Linked DNA regions of Danio rerio: region 1 is linked to region 2. The links are chromatin contacts, called in public Hi-C maps. All regions are on one chromosome and are shown on one strand. The core of a region is the stretch at or near the end of the contact, and the rest is flanking DNA. Distances in the headings are between cores, read along the strand shown. Region 1 holds the start of tmem254 (transmembrane protein 254). Region 2 holds the start of nkx6.2 (NK6 homeobox 2).

Region 1 (2,700 bases), core at 152-2,651, 430 kb after region 2:
AGTCTTAAAGATTAGATTACCGATTACTTTTTTGTCATGTCATCAAACAATGGTAACACAAAAGTAATCTAAATGTAATCCAAAAATAGTCAAATTAATTTAAATGTGTAATCTGAGAGATTATATTACTGATTACACTTTTTACCATGTAATCAAACAAGGGTTAGTGCAAAAGTAATCCAAACGTAATTCAAAAGTAGTCAGATTATATTACTATAAATGTGCAATCAGAGAGATTATATTACTGATTATAGTTTTCCCATGTAACCAAACAATCCTAACACGAAAGTAATCTAAATGTAATCCAAAAGTAATCCAACTACTTTACCATAAATGTACAATCTGAGAGATTATTATTGATTACAGTTTTTATCATATAATCAAATAAGTGTTAGCACAAAAGTAATCCAAATGTAATCCGAAGGTAGTCAGATTACTTTAAATGTGTAATCTGAGAGATTATATTACTGATTATTTTTTGCCATGTAATCAAACAATGGTTAACACAAAAGTAGTCTAAATGTAATCCAAAAGTAATCCAATTACTTTATCATAAATGTGAAATCTGAGAGATTATATTACTGATACCTTTTTTGCCATGTAAACAAGCAGAAGTAATTCTAACACAAAAGTAATCTAAATGTAATCCAAAAGTATTCAATTACTTTAAATGAGTAATCTAAAAGATTATAGGACTAACTCGTTTTCATCATGTAGCACAAAAGTAAGTGTTAGCACAAAAGTAATTTAAAAGCAATCCAAAGGTAGTCTAGAGAAAAGTAGATTACCTCATGTTTAATCTGAGCGATGATATTACTGATTACACATTTTAAGTTATTTGTAATTAATACCTGATTACAATTCTTAAATAACCCACACAGTTCTGTATGTGTATCATTACACACGAATATATACAGGCATATAAATGTGTTCAGCGGGACTTTGACCCCTCGTGCAGTGTGTGTGTGTGTGTGTGTGTGTGTGTGTGTGTGTGTGTGTGTACTGTAGTAAACTTTGGCACTGTGGTAAAGTTCACTCCTTCTTCTCTTCATGAATTCTCAGATCATCTACACAGCTCAAGCACGCTGACGGTATGCACAGCTCGGGCATGTTGTGGGTCAGTTTATCCTCAGTTTGGCTGCTTCTGCTGAATAATTGATCAAGTTTTCTCTTACCGTGTAAAAGGCCAGCGCGAGGCTCACCGTCAGCATCCAGAACACACTGGTCCTCCTGAAGAACGAGCTGCCGTCAGTCTTCGCCATGATGAACACTGTAAACTTAATTAACTACACCAATTAATCAAACTAAACTAACTTAAATAAACGAACATGAGCGGAGCTGGACGCGTCTCTCTCAGCCGTCAATCAGCCAGTCACCATAGAGATCGCGGAGTACAGGAAGTGACATGGCGCCACACAATAAAAGTCCTGTAATGTTATTACGTTTTACGTTTCTGTGAGGAGTAGACGTTGATGAAATATAATTTAATGGGTAATTTAATAAATATTTCTGGCTATAATGACTGCTTTTACGTTACTCTGAGGGGTAGATGTTCATAAAATATAATATATAATTAATTAATAAATATTTCTCGTTATATTCACGTGAGGGGTTGGGGCAGAGGTAGATGTAAATAAAATACAATTAAATGGGCAATTTAATAATTAACTTGAATAATAATCTGTATTATGACTGTTTTACATCACTGTGAGGGGTTAGGGCAGGGGTAGACATTAATAAATATAATTTAATGTGTATTTTAGTAAATAATATAAATAATTCTTGTTATAAATACTGTATTTACATCACTGTGAGGGATTAGGGTTGGAGTAGATATTAATAAAATAGAATTTAATGTGTAATTGAATAAATAATTAATTCTTGTTGTGGTTACGGGTTTGACATTACTGTGAGGGCGAGAGGTTAATAAAATACAATTGAATGTGTAATTTAATGTCTTTCTGAACTCCATTAGACACAGAGGAATAAATATGACAAGATCCATTTTATTAGAAAAAGGTCTGTACATTTGCTGTGTCGGAAAACAGAAATCACACACAGTACATCAGAACCAGTGTTACTCTCAGCCTCTAACAGCCCAGAGGAACGGGAGCAGATGAAGATTAATGATTAACATCCATCTTCAGGCAGTATTATGTGCTAAAGTGTGGACAAAAGTCAAGTTTCAAATCCTTCATTCGTCTGCAAATGATGAGCTTCAGTCTGATCTCTAGAATCAAGGCATTCAGAAAGTGACGCTCAAGAGCACTTGGAGCTGCTGTCACCCACATGAACAATACTGTAGTGCTTTATAATAAATACTGTAGTTATTTACAACCATACTATAGTCAGGTGTGTTATTATATTATACTATAGCATTTCCTATAGCAACTCTTTATTAACACATGCTCCAGCATACTGCACTACTAACTACAGTATAGTGAACTGATAAACCGTAATAAATACTGTAGCATACTTTAGTCTTCACTACAGGAAACTGTGGTGTATTGATGTATAATATACCCTACAGTCACAGGAAACTGTTTATGTAGTTATTGTGTTACCATAGCAACTATAGAATCCATAGCAACTATAGAATCACCACAACAGATTAACTACTATAGTTTTAGTTACCATAGCAACCATGAAATCACAACAGATGAATTACTGTAGCTGTAACCATAGCAACTATAGAATCAT
Region 2 (2,843 bases), core at 290-2,789:
TTACAATTATAACCCGTTTCCCTTTAAGAACTGCAAAGCAAAGAAAATAAAGGGTAATAATAATAATAATAAATTCACTAAACATAATGGGGTTTAACTTATCGTTTTAATTTTTATTCTGGCAGATTGTCTTTATTTTGACTTTGTTTTACTGTCACGAGCTTGAAAATTTAGTAGTTACAACCACATTACAATAAGCGATTCATGTAAAATTACAGGTGAAATCGGAAATCAAATATCCCACTTTAAATTGGTTTGAATTATGTTATTTGTTTGGGCGACACATTTAAAAAATAGTCACTATATTAATGAATAAGTTTATAAATGTAAAACAAATATAGGCTAGATAATATCCGCAAAACCCGCATTGTCGCAATCATTTTATCTGTTAACCCACAGAATGAATAAATAACTGGATTGTTATTTATGTCATTTAAGCTCGTATTGTTTTAATGGAAAATGTGTAAAGTCATCGTCATATTTCACACGGCGCGTTTCTGCTTTCTCGTTGTTTTGATGAAGGTCTAAATAATGTTGAACCCTTTTAAATTCGCCACGGTCATATTTCATCCCCGCAGATCCATAAAACATGAGCGCTGCACTTAAACAGATGATCTCTGTCTGTCTCCACAAAACACACAGCAGAAAACACTCCAGTCAAGATCACGGAGAGATCGCGGAGAAATGCGGCATTGTTGTTTTAACAATGCCAATGTACTACATCAGCTCGGCTAAATGAAGGAATGAATGATCTCAGAGCAGAAGAAAAGAAATGCAGTGGAGAATCAGATATTATCAGCATATATTAAGATTAAAACTGATAATAAAAACACCCTGCATGGGGAAAAACACGCGCTAATGGATGCGTTAAATTATACACCAAACAACTCGTGTTATACATTATTTTAAATGATTAATTGAGTAGTGGTTTAGTAACAACTCGTCTGCTTTTAAAACTTAGACTGAAATAAAAGATTGCAATATGTTAAACATGCAAATATTAAGTTATTCGTTTGATAATAACCTGAGATATACAAAACAGAGGACGCGATTAAATAATAGCCTATTTTCCCCATGCAATATTGATGTTTAAAAAAACACGCACGATGCGAAGTAATAAGACGCGATACTTTAATCGCACTTTATTACTATCTACTGCATCTAACGCGATGGATGGATATGCGAGCGCTAATTATCTGTTAAACATCAGTATATGGACTAAGCTAAACAAACGACCGAGCGCTTATTAATATGATTAGACACAGCTGTATGAGGTTAATGTACTTACTCTGCCACCGGCGTCATAAAGTAAACGCGTCTATTGTGTCAAACGCAGAAACAATGATTTCTACAGTGCGACGCGTCATTAATGCCGCTTCAATACGAGCTTGATGGAGTGCGGCTTTGTGGCGTTTGCGCGCATGCAAATTCCCCGCCGCGCGTCCTCCAATCACAGCGTGGCGTCACTTAGAGTCTTCCAATAGGGGAGTCGCGCTCGCAGGTGGCGGCGAGGTTATCAGCTCGTCGTCGCTGCCGGAGCGCATTGACCGGGGAATCGCACCTCAGATGCGGGGAACACGCTGCACTCGAAGCGGCCGTCAGATCTGCCGAACACCGCCGATTGGATTGCGCTCCGGAAACTCACTCGCGCGTGGGAAACATTTGCAAAGTTTCGCCTCCAGTTGAAAGTTCAGTTGGATGAGCTGTCAAACTTTATTTGCTGTACTTTGTGTGTGCTGTGTTCTTGGTTTTTGTTTCTCCGCGGTTTGTCCTGTGGCTCCGGCGCACCAATGTTAGCGGTGGGACAGATGGATAGTAACCGGCAGAGTGCGTTCGTCCTGGGCAGCACTCCACTGGCTGCGCTGCACAACATGACCGAGATGAAGACCTCTTTATTCCCGTACGCTCTGCAGAGTCCCGCCGGCTTCAAGGCTCCTTCTCTCGGCAACCTGAACTCTCAGATCCCGCTGGGGACGCCTCATGGAATAAGCGATATTTTGGGCAGACCCATCACCACTGCAGGACAGCTGCTCTCGGGTTTCCCTAGGATCAACGGATTGGCCACTTCAGCCGGGATGTACTTCAACCCGGCGGCCGTTTCTAGATACCCCAAACCGCTGACGGAGCTGCCCGGGCGGGCGCCCATATTCTGGCCGGGAATGATGCAAGGCTCGCCGTGGAGAGACCCGCGGGTTCCCTGTGCGGGTGAGTTTTGCGCGCTTGATCGAAATCAAGCTTAGATCCTCGAGTTGGAATATTTTATTGTACTTTTTTAAAACGCTGTGTTATTTAAACCCACATTTATTGCGAAATGTCCACAAATGCAACCAGTGCGTTAAATCTGCGCTATGCGTTAATTGCCTAAACTAGCCGAGAAGTCGGTTTTGTTCATATTTTAACCAGCATGTTTTTATTTACAGAGTGTGGTGTTTGACACTTGTTGGCTCTCAGTGACATGACAGCGCAATCTCTCATGAAGTTGAGTGGGTTTATTAGCTGACCGTGTCTCGTTTTTTTCTTCTTCTTCAGCCCAAGCAAACATGATGCTGGACAAAGATGGCAAGAAGAAACATTCCAGACCGACTTTTTCAGGACAGCAGATTTTCGCACTGGAGAAAACCTTCGAGCAGACCAAATATCTGGCCGGTCCGGAGAGAGCCAGACTCGCCTATTCTCTGGGAATGACCGAGAGCCAAGTCAAGGTAAACACAAAACTCCCAGATCAATCTAAGACTTAACTTCTCACAGCTGAAAACCACCAATAAGTTTGCAAAGCAGAGAGATGAGAGGTCGCACCGTTAATTTAGGACGCGGATAATTGCGGATAACTAATAATGTTTTCC

The links. Hi-C and Micro-C count contacts between places; a contact is called where the count stands out from the background.
Region 1: a Hi-C map of hematopoietic stem cells shows a contact between it and region 2, with 2.4 times the contacts expected there. The contact joins the promoter of tmem254 here to the promoter of nkx6.2 in region 2. A contact is called at or near these places in 3 of 18 Hi-C or Micro-C datasets (caudal fin, hematopoietic stem cells and an unstated tissue).

Annotation. Positions count from the first base shown.
Region 1 is chr13:56,298,569-56,301,268 of GRCz12tu, forward strand. It overlaps tmem254 (transmembrane protein 254), which reads right to left and starts at 1,402. Exons shown (of 4, transcript NM_200370.2): 1 at 1,176-1,402. The coding sequence starts at 1,262.
Region 2 is chr13:55,869,745-55,872,587 of GRCz12tu, forward strand. nkx6.2 (NK6 homeobox 2) reads left to right here and starts at 1,540. Exons shown (of 3, transcript NM_001135784.2): 1 at 1,540-2,205; 2 at 2,530-2,702. The coding sequence starts at 1,791.